Regions from separate parts of the Sus scrofa genome. Here region 2 is linked to region 1. A link is a contact called in public HiChIP or PLAC-seq data. All regions are on one chromosome and are shown on one strand. Each heading gives the region's core, a stretch centred on a gene start, on an enhancer-like site or on the middle of the called end of the contact. The rest is flanking DNA. Distances are from core to core; before and after follow the strand shown.

Region 1 (5,827 bases), core at 1,108-3,607:
AATACTAGAGTGGGTGTGAAGAAAAGGGAACCCTCCAACACTGTTGGTAGGAATGTAAATTGGTACAACCATTATGGAAAACAGTATGAAGGTTCCGCAGAAAACTAAATATAGAGCTACTACATGATCCAGCAATCCCACTCCTGGGCATCTATCCAGACAAAACTATAATTCAAAAAAGATATATGTACCCCTATGTTCATTGCAGCACTATTCTTAATAACCAAGACATGGAAACAACCTAAATATCTATGGACAGATGAATGGCTTAAGAAGATGTGGCACATATATACAATGCAATACTACTCAGCCATAAAGAAGAATGAAGTAATGCCATTTGCAGCAACATGGATGCAACTAGAAATTATCATACTAAGTGAAATAAGCCAGAAAGAGAAAGACAAATAGCATATGATATTACTTATATGTGGACTCTAAAATATGGTACAAATGAGTCTATCTACAAAACAGAAACAGGCTCACAGGCATAGAGAGTAGACTTGTGGTTGCCAAGGCCGGGGGGTGGAGGGAGTGGGATAGAGTGGGAATTTGGGGTTAGCAGATACAAACTATTACATTTAGACTAGGGCCCTACTCTATAGCACAGGAAACTGTATTCAATCTCCTGGAATAGACCAGGATGGAAAAGAATATTAAAAAAAAAGAATGTATATATATATATATATATATGACGGAGTCACTTTGCTGTACAACAGAAATTGGCACAACATTGTAGATCAACTGTACTTTAAGGAAGAAAAAAGCATTTAGAGACTATTTAGGCAATTTCAATTTTATTCTTTTCTACCAATATGATATTTGTAGAGTATTTCATTTTGGAGGATTTTGTTCTAGGTGGGGAAAGGCACAACAAAATACAGAATCACAGAATTTGAGAAATGAAAGGGATTACTCAGAAAAAATAAACAAAACTTATGGGCTGTATTTATTTTCCATTCAAAATAAAAAATAGCTTTATTGAGTCCCATGGGGGAAATGTACTGTCTTACTTACACTATCTACTTCATTGCCTAGAAGAATGTCAATGCGAAAAGTGTTACCATTTAGAGACATTCAGAGTTAATACCTGGGCCTATCTGAGAAACAGCCACTTAGGTAGTAGTCTAATCCTTTAGCTCTACATTCAAATTGAGGCCAGGGAGTTGCATGGAACCTTGATTGATTAACAGCCCATTCTCCTCATTACTGATGAGGAAGCTGAGACTCAGAGTTGTTAGAGTGTCCCCATGATCTTCAAAAATAAATCACAGTGACAATACAACATTTTATACAATGTCGACTCTCATTCAATGCTTAGGAGTGACCTAATACCAATTGACAGTATTGTATACATATTCATACAATTCTGGAATAATAGAAGGCTTATTCTGGAAGGAATTTCAGCGTTCACCTGGTTCAGGGTTAGTATTTAGGAGTAATGCCGGTCTGAGGGCACTGGGAAATCCAGTGAGGCCGAACTACCTGAAATGGGCACAGCCCCTAAATGTCCTATGTGATTTTGGACCCAGTGTTGCCAGTGTTGTTCTCTGATTTCTAAAGAGAAGAGAGAAATTTAGATTTCTGGATTTTTATGTGAAAATTTCTTCATCTTTTGGCAACTAAGCAATGAAACTCCCATATGTCCCTTTGCCACACACACACACCGGCACAGAAAACCAAAATCCCGGTGTAGGTCAAATAAGAAGCGTCTATGGCTTCCATCTGTCTGAGTGTTGTCATACTGGGGCCCCTAATCTGGTCCAACTGTCTTCTATCTAAGATAAGGAAACAGAGGCCCAGGAAGGAGAAGTGACTTAACCAATGTCGTCTCAGAAGACTCTCTTCAGAAACCTCTTGTGAAAAGCTGACAGCTCATTTAAAAAAGTATGATGAAATAAAACTGAAATCTGATAATCTAGAGAGCAATAATTCTGAGCTGAGCTCTGTTTAATTGTCTGTAACCTATATTATCCAAGCTGGTGAACAGATGAAGTTAAGAAAGTGAGCCACTGCAATAAAGAGTTGGTAGGGAGGGTTTGAAAATTAAGTGGCAGTATTTGTTCCACTTAAGGATGTTCCCAGAGATGACTTCCTTTTCCAAAGTCATGGACAAGCAGTTAAAGTAATATGGAAATATGTTTACTCATGGTCTCAGAGTAAAAGTTGAGTGAAATAATGAGAATCGTTTGCAATTCCATGGAAGGAAAACCCATGCATATTTTGCATTTGTCTTTGAGATGGATAAATGAATTGATGATTCATTTATTAATGCCACAAATAATGATTGCTCTCTGACTGTGCACTAGTCATGGTTAAGGCACTTAGGACACAGCATGAATAGGAAAAGAAAAAAGTCCCTGCCCTAATGTGACTTATATCTTTCTTAATGGGTTGAATGAGCTGCTTAGGCAATTCTCAACTGGCTAAATAATGGATCAGCTCTTCCATCCTTTTTAGTCATGCCCACAAGAACAAGAAAGTTGATGGTGGCACTGGGAACAAAAAAGTTGGCTCTCTTGCTCCTAGGCCAATATTCTATTGCCGTGGCAATGATATGCTCGCTGGTCTGGATTATGGCATAGACTTTTGTATTTTGAATCAAAGCTCTAAAAATGCCAGGAGGCAAAAGATGCTATTAACGGGACAAGGCAGGGGAACTGGTATCAATTTACTTCTTTGTTGCCCATGCCTCACTTAAAAAAATAATATCTGAAACCCAGCATAAACAGGGCGTGCACCTAAATTAAGCCTGTGGTCAACTTTGCTGGGGAGAGACGACACATTTCTGTGATTCGTCTTCAGCCCTGTTGGCTCTGGCAGATTTACAGGGGTTATATTTTCACACACAAATTGTCCTTGAACAATTTCTCCACTACCTGGAACACTGCTCTCTCTCCTCCCTGCCCCCCTGTCAGATGTGCCCATCTGCCATCTCCCTCCTAGCTTTTTTTCTTTAATAACAAAGTAATTGTTGACATTGTAAGAAAAATCCAATTCTTGGTTGACGTTTACGTTCCAGAGGGTTGCTCTTTGGGGGAGAAAATCAGCAGCAGATAGAGTTGCACATTCCTGACACTGGGGCCAGCTCCCTCGAAAGCCTGCATTACCATGAAACAACTCCATTGCCCTTTCCAGTTTGTTCTCTTTTCTTTCTTGGGAGAGATCAGGAAAGACTAAGGCGGTTTGTCTTTTCCCCTCCCTTGGAGTGCCAGGGCTGCTGCATGGGTCAGTGTAAGAAGAGGTTCGAGGGGAAGATGGTTGATGAGCCTAATATCTCCTGAGTTAAACTTCCATGCCCACTTCTCATGTGCTGGGTGATATTGTGACCTTGCACAGGTCATTTCTAAAATACCTCAGCTCTCTGGCAATAATCAGACCTTGGAAGTCATCATGAGAATGAAACCTCCACTGGCCTCCTCAGATGATTAGAGTCAGCCAGGCAGAGTGGACTTATTAAAGATTTGGTCAAGGGTGGACACTGTCTTCCAGAAATGTGCCAGCTGATGATGTGAAGACTGATCTTTTTGGCAAATTTCTTTTTTTCTCCCAGCAAATTTCATTGTAACAAAGTCCCTACTGAAACAGAATATTACTCAGCCATAAAAAAGAATGAAATAATGCCATTGGCAGCAACATGAATGGACCTAGAGATTATCACACTAAGTGAGGTAAGTCAGACAAAGACAAATATCATATATCACTTATATGCAGAATCTAAAAAAATTGATACAAATGAGCTTATTAACAAAATAGGCTCACGGACTTCAAAAAGAGACTTATGGTTATTAAAGGGGAAAGATGGTGGGAAGGATAAATTAGGAGTTTGGGATTAACATAAACACTACTATATATAAAACATAAAATCCACAAAGACCTACTGTATAGCACAGGGAAATCTACTCAATATTCTCTGATAACCTATATGGGAAAGGAATCCGAAAAAAATAGATATACGTATACATATAACTGAATCGCTTTGCTGTACACCTGAAACTAACACAATATTGTAAATCAACTATACTCCAATAAAAATAAAAATTAAATAAGTGATTTTAAAAACCCTGCTTTTTGTAAGAGCACAGGTTTAGATTACTTACTTTTAGATTCCATATTCAGTTAGTAAACTTTCACATCTCTTGTCATCAGCAAAGATGAACTGTCTGTCTATCACTGAAAAAAAATTGTCCTAACTGGATTAAAGCTAATTTCCACCCCCCACCCCCACACTCCTTTTTCAGCTGCACCCACAACATATGGAAGTTCCAGAGCAGGGATTAAATCTGAGTTGAAACTTCAACTTATGCCACAGCTGTGGAAATGTTGGATCTTTTAAGCCACTGCACCCAGAATGGCAACACCACAAGAGACCAGATCATTACCTCAGTGCTCCACAGTGGGAACTCCGAAGCTAATCTTAATTAAGAGATAAAATAGAAAAATGGTTAGGACAAAGGGCTTTAGAATCAGGTTATCCTTGGTTTGTATCCCTGCCCTGGCACTTTTTAGCTTCAGGACACTGGACAAGTTACTTAAACTCTCTGAGCCTGGTTTTCCTGCTGGTAAACAGAAAATAATCTCTACAATCCAACATGGGGTTATGTTGGCATAAAGGTTAAACGAGATGATGTGTGTGAAAACACTTAAACCAGTGGCCCACCATCATTGAGTATTTAAAGAGCTAATTTTCATTCTTGGTATAATAGAGTTTATAATTCTAAGGGAATATTTTTATCAGTACTTTTTTTTTTTTGGCTTTTTAGGGCTGCACCTGCGGCATATGGAAGTTCCCAGACTAGGGCTCCAACACCAGAGCTGCAGTTGCCGGCGGACACCATAGCCACAGGAATGTGGGATCCAAGCTGCATCTGTGATCTACACCACAACCAGTGGCAACACTGGATCCCTGACCCACTGAGTGAGGCCAGGGATCCAACCCACATCCTCATGGATGCTAGTTGGATTCCTTTCCGCTGTGCCACGACGGGGATTTCTCACCAATACATTTTTACTTAAGGAAGCTCAGTTAACAAAACTTTGTGAATAGGCACTTATGAGACTTGGCATAAAAAAAAAAAAAGAGGAAAGAATATTTCAGAATTGCTATATTCCTTATTTATAGGAAGAGGTTACTTTGAAAATGATTTTAAAAGTTCTGAGCAAAATGCTTTGACGACTAATTTGAGAATAGGATCTATACTCCTCTTGAAGCCTTGTTTACGCATTGAGTCTTGATTTCATCATTGGTGCAAAGGTATATTTAGTTCCCTCCAAGGGACGATATATTTCGAATTTTCAGTGTCTGGGTTCCTCAGGCTTGACTGCTATCCAAAGTCTTGATTTCAGAGAGCTTGCAATTTCTTTTTTCTTTTTAAGGCTGTACCTGTGGCATATGGAAGTTCCCAGGCTAGGGGTCGAATTGGAGCCTCAGCTGCAGGCCTCTGCCACAGCAATGCCAGATCTGAGCCACATCTGCGACCTACACAGCGGCTTGAGGCAACGCCAGAAGCTTAACCCACTGAGTGATGCCAGGGATCAGACACGCATCCTCACAAAGACAACATCAGGTCCTTAACCTGCTAAGCCACAACAGGGATTCCAATATTTTAAATCTGAAATCATGTGTCTTACATCCAGTATGGTTGACCTAGAATATGTCCTGCTGATGACATAGTTTTGAGGCTCAGGTTTTGGGGTTGGTCTTCAGGAAGACAGTGATAAAGAAAATAATGGTACTACCTCCCGCATCTGTGGCCATGATTTCATTTATGCTCACACAATCCTGCATGGTGGAAACACCTATTATTTCCCATATTTTACAGTTGAGGAA
Region 2 (5,827 bases), core at 2,223-4,722, 200 kb before region 1:
TGAAACAGAGCCCAGATCAGCCTCCATGACTGGCTGTACGCTGACAGTAATGGCTTCTACCAAAGTACTGCTGGGGGCTGTGGGAGCTGGGGCTTGTTTTAAAAGGTTCAGAAACTACCTGTTAACGTGAAAGATAATAATGGTTTCAGAGGAACCATTTCAAAATTCCCCTATAAATAATATGTACTTAAGATGTTTCTAAACTGGTCTCAACCCAAGGCTAGTGCCCAGAGGTCAATAATGGGAGGAAACCAATCTCTGCAGTTTCCAGGACAGTCCTGCAGAGACATGGCAGACCCTGTGGTGTGTGTTCTAAAGTCACACCAACATCTCTGGTTATGTGATGGCAGGGACGCGGCATCATTTATATTAGAGGCCCTTGGCTTCCAGAGCCGAAGCTTGGACTCCCTGTGTCTCAAAGTCTCTGTGCTCAGTTTTCTGCAGAATGTTGCTTTTCCATGGACCCTCTTCTTGGCCTCCCCATTCAACACCGGGCACTGTCCCGAGAGGCTCACTGGTGGGGGAGGGGGGAGGTGTAGAGGATCTGGTTTCTCAGTCTAGCATTGCCCCTGGGAAGGACACAGTGATGGATGCTGAGCTCCAGGGGACCCCAAGGCAGGAACCCCCCTCCCAGAGTGTTTCACAGAGGAGGAACACAACTCACCTCCGATGCATCCTGGGGCTTTGGGGCATTTTCTTTCTCTTTCTTGCTCTTAGAGATTTCATGTTTGATGCGTTTGGCTCCTGCTACTTTTGTTTTATTCTCATTTTCCTGTGAACTGTTCTCCTGTTTTCGAGGTTTGATTGGAGGCAGGGGCTTATCTTCCTCTCCTTTAATAAACCTTTCATACGGCAGGATTAATCTGAAAGGGAATCAGAAGAGAGGATCAATGAGGGCAGGCAACTCTAGTAGCGTCGATGCTGTGGGTTTATTCTCTTTTCTCAATACAAGCATTTTTTGAGTGACTTCATTACCAGTGCCGCTGGTGCATTCCTAGAAACTTCCACAAGTTAGTAATCTACCTCCCCAGTCAAAACCTGCACCTGGTAACTTACTTCTTTGCAAGCCCTCTTTCTGGCTTTGTGCATCTATACAGCGAGGATACCAATGGAAGGATCCAAGGTCACATCTTTATCACAATCTGTGGAACCTGACTAAATGCCAGTAACAACATCCCAACAATAACAGCGACTAGAATGATAGTTGCCATTCATTCATGATTCCGCCAACCACTGTTTATTGAGCACCAACTATGTGCCAGGCACTGTTCTAGGTGCCAAGATACAGCAGTGAACAAGAGGGTCAAAGCTCCTGAGGCTTATATTCTAGTAAGTACTAGTATGTGCCAGGTAATGACCTCAGCACATCATATAGATTAGTTCATGTAATGTCCATAACATCCCTATGGAGTATTATGATCACTGTTGCTATTATTATTCCCTTTTTGACAGATGAGGCAACTGAGGCCCCAAAAGTTTAAATAATTTGCCCGAGAGTCACACCATTTGCTAGATGTGGAATTTGAACCTAGTTCTGCCTGTCTCCAACGTTTATGTTTTATCCATGTCAAAATATAGACACAACACTTAAATAAAGAGGTTACCCAGGGTTCTGAGGGAGATTGGTGACTCCAGGATGAGGAGCTCTGTCGTGGGGTGCCAAGTTAAAGAGGACCCCAGGGAGAAGAGAGGCAGACAGAAGACTCCAGCCACAAAAAAAATCAGAGGGCTGAAAAATTCAAGCATTTTAATTATATAACTTTTTAAACAAAGTACATAAAATTGCTCTAAAAAGAGAAACATCAAACAGCTCTCGTTTTAATCTGTTTTCCCTTTGCGACATAGCGCTTGATCTGAAAGGGAAAAATAGCTGATGTAATTAAAAGGGATGGATTGCATTACAATCTCAGTTTCAACTTCAGTGATTAAAGTTTTTATAATGCATTTGGTATGATTAATGACTCACTGTGGGATTAATACAAGACTCAGCCTTAAAAATATGAACTTTAATAGAGCAAACATAATTTGTTTTAAATAAGACAAGTTGACTCAATGAAGAAAATGTACTTGGCTTATAAACAACATAAATCTGTTCAAATATTGGGAACCCTAATTATTTTTAAATGGAGACTCCCAAGCAAAACTGCCTTTGGTTTGGGCAATTGTTGGCTATCCTAAAATTGGTTTCTAACTAGGCAATTTGGATCTCAACTGCTTACAAATACACAACTGTTCAGGTTTGTGAGTACAGACGTGGGGACAGTTGTGATCAAAATAGTCTCCTCTTTAATAAAAGACCAAGTAAATTATGGGAAAATCAAATCCCAATTTATAGCATCTTAGAAACAACACTCACTTACTGAGCATGCTCGGACAAGGTATGTGCAAGGAGGCGTGAATAATAGTTTCGAGCCCTGCATCTGGCAGTGGGCCAGCCGTGAAGATCAGCACAGCCCATGGGGAATAGTTATCTTCAGATCCCATTACAAACTGAGTTTAAACATGTTACAGCTGCTAAAACTGGAAACTGTTCTCTCTATGTAGACTTACTAAAATAATATATGGCTGCCAAATACCTGCTTCCCACTGTAATATTACAGTTACTGTTTATGTAATAAAAAGCATAACTAAGCAGAAGAGAGAAAAAAAAAGCAATCCTGTTCATACTTGAATGTATTCTGTCTCATCTGTAAAGTCCCCAACATTCCCCCCTAATTGCTTTGATGTGCATGGTTCTGCCAGGGACTTTATCCCCTTCAACAGTGGCAGGTTGGGGATTTCTGTCCCAGAGTAAAATGCATTGACTATTTCAAATTAGAAAAAAACTATTTTAAACTGACTTTGAGGAAAACCTCTTTTTATTGTTAGGACAGATAGGTTTGTTGTACTTTTGTTTGGTTGCCATGAGAACCGCTCAAGCATTGAAGTCTGGGTATTCCAGTGGTTACTGTCTGTTGGCACCGCCCTCCATCCAACTCTATTCTCTAATCTACATGGTGACACCATGAGGGGCTCCTTTCAGCAAAAAGGACGACGACATCACCCCCCTGGCAAGGGGGTGAGAGGAAGCAGAGGACGGGGGTGGGAGGGCCACCAGGTCCTGACAGCCCTGGGCCAAGCCAGCTTTCTAGATGGGTGCTAAGGAAAATTGAATTTCTTAGACAGTTGTGCAAGTTCAAGAGGTAGGGCAACATTTCTATTCTTTTCCTTTCCTTCTTTTTTTTTTTTTTTTTTTTTCCCCTTCCCTTCACTCAACTCAGCAGCTGGCTGGCCGACAGCAGTAAAAAATACATTTCACTTTGCTGGTCAAAGGCCTAAAGCCAGAAGCAGGAAATCTGGAATTAAATGTTTCTTGTATCTGGAAAGAGGCATGACTAAGGTAAAACTGAATCCAAACACAAACCCTGCTTGTTCAAGGCTTCCAGAGGGAGTGTGCTTGTGAGTGAGTGAGTGTGTAGTCTGTGTGTGTGTGTAAAGGTCAATTGAGTGTTTTTTTTTCCCCTTCTAAATCACTGAAAGATAATTATAGTGGCTCAGGGAAAAAAAGGCTCCCAAAATAAAACAAGAAAGGCAGCAGCTAAAAGGAAACAAGTAGAAATATGACCAGCTAAGCCCTGAAGAATTGAGCGTGGTCTCACCCAGCTGAACAATCGCTGTTCATGTAGTGATTTCCGTTCAGTGCGATTTTCACTGAATGTTTTTTCAGTTATCCTGTCACGGTACAACACAATTACCCCACAGGATATGATCTTATCATCTGATTATTAGAAGTTTTTACAGTACAAGAGGACGAGAGCTATTACGGGTTTCTGAACATTTCAACATTTAACGTACACGCGATACCACTAAAGACAGGTTAGCCAACCTAAGGTCAACATGGCCCAACGCAGGAAGCATTGTATTGCATAAAGAATTTAGTCTAAAGCAACATGACTGTGCCTTGCAGATGACTATTCCTCAAATATTTGTAGTACAACAAAGATTTAATCAGCTTCTAAACTGTACAGATAAAAGCAAATAATGCACCCCAGCCCCTAAGAACTAATTACCCAGGAGAAATATTTTCAATGGGCTGCAACTCTTTAGAATGTGGTGTGGATTTCTGGTGGATGGAAGTGATGGGGAAGAGAAGCAATATATTCATTAGAAAATCCAGAGAGCTCCCCCCGCACCCCCTACATCTACATGTAGTCGGTGCATTGAAAGCTGGGTAGATAAATGGGCCTTTACTATTATCCTGATTTCACATTTCAGATTAGCAAAATGCTTATTTATGATGCCATTAATGGATCTGAAATAGGTAAGCCATCATGTATTAAAAAAAAAAATATCTTTCCATAGGCGTAAGATTTGTAGCAGCATGAGATTTTATTTTTCCCTAGGAATAATACAAGAATAACATTTTCCACCCCAAAGCAGAAACAGTAGGGGAGCCTTTTGCTATCACGGAGATTCTTATTAAATTCAGTCACTGTGAAAAGCAAGATTTTTTTTCTCCTCTTCCTCCTCCTCCTTTTATTTTTTTTTTAAATAAAGATGACTTAAAATCAACCCAAGTTAAAATTAACAAATCAATGGCATTATAACCTTGATTTATTAGTGTCTGAGCCACTAAATTATCATCATACAAGAAATTGCTGGTTTGAAAAGATTTCGGCTTTGTTAAATCTCAAGTTAAATAATGGTGCTCAGTATACTAGGTTTTTAGATCTGCCTCATCTGATATTATGAAAAATTCAATACATTTCTCTACAGCAGAAGTCAGAGGTCAGCAAATCTATTACTGTAATGTAAGTAATCTGGCAACCTGCCAAGTCTTTCTCCCTTTTATTATTTTTTTTAAACATGAAGGCAGATAATTTTATATTTACAAATTCTAAAATCCTCCAGGGCCTTGCCTCTCTCTCAACAAAAAGCAGCAGCCTCACATTTGAGAAATGTATATTGCACACGTCCTCATCATTTGCATTTCATACAAAAGAAGCAAAGACCCTTCATCTTTATTAGGCAACATCCTCCTCCCCTCCCCACAGGCAGAGGAAAAATAATGTCAAATCTCATCAGAACGAGTAACCACTAATGTCTCCTGTATTGATTAATGCTTGCATGGAATGACTGAACTTTTGGGCCAAAACATTTAGCAAACAGTACTTAAGAGAAATGAGAATCTGTCTATTTATAGAGCTCTGAAAAATGATATTATAATAATGTCTGGGACTGACTCAACCTGAAGAGTGGGGGAAGGAGCAGATCTTTAGGATTGTATTTGAACCTCAAACTCACCCTTGTTACTTCATAGGTACTTGTATGGTATCAAACCAGTGAAATATTGTAATCTCAGAGATCTGCTAGTCCCCTTGGAGAATATTTTCGGGCAGAGGGGGATAAAGTTGGTGTGTATATCAGGGCAAAAAATGCTACTACTATTCTTACACTATTAGGTTTTTTCCGTGGTAGTCGAAAGAAATGACATATTGGTTCCACTGAGGCTTCAGACCTGATCTGATCCCAAATGGAGTCATTCTATCTCCATTGATTCCAGGGTTGATACAGTCTAAGGTCTGGCCAGACATTTCCCTTCTCAGCCAGAAACTGAAAATATAACTTCATTGTGAAGTGTGGGAAGCAATCTTTCACCAAATATGGCGCCAACAGAAGGTATGTTTTCCTTTTGTGAAGATGAAGTACACACACTTGTTAAGGTTCCAAGAAGTACAGAGTTCTAATCTCATCTACTGCTGACCTCCAGCTCAGGGTGCTAGCCCATCACGTGAAAAGTCGGGGAGAAGCATTTGGAGGGCAGGTCCCAAAACAAAAGTCAAATACA

Evidence for each region. HiChIP or PLAC-seq counts read pairs in DNA pulled down with a chosen protein or histone mark.
Region 2: a contact with region 1 is called in an H3K27ac HiChIP or PLAC-seq map of alveolar macrophages. The contact joins two enhancer-like sites. A contact is called at or near these places in 1 of 47 Hi-C or Micro-C datasets (epiblast stem cells) and 1 of 2 datasets of contacts at active chromatin or transcription factors (alveolar macrophages).

Annotation. Positions count from the first base shown.
Region 1 is chr14:65,383,006-65,388,832 of Sscrofa11.1, reverse strand. No RefSeq gene overlaps it. Among named protein-coding and RNA genes, the nearest start is that of ARID5B, 23 kb to the left of the region's middle. Within about 2 kb of position 2,357, at least 2 of the 83 cell types and tissues checked have an H3K27ac peak or open chromatin away from gene starts, as enhancers often do. A contact at or near this core is called in alveolar macrophages, where this site is marked.
Region 2 is chr14:65,583,941-65,589,767 of Sscrofa11.1, reverse strand. ARID5B (AT-rich interactive domain-containing protein 5B) reads right to left here. Exons shown (of 10, transcript XM_021072755.1): 9 at 665-863. Among named protein-coding and RNA genes, the nearest start is that of MIR9836, 160 kb to the left of the region's middle. Within about 2 kb of position 3,472, at least 43 of the 83 cell types and tissues checked have an H3K27ac peak or open chromatin away from gene starts, as enhancers often do. A contact at or near this core is called in alveolar macrophages, where this site is marked.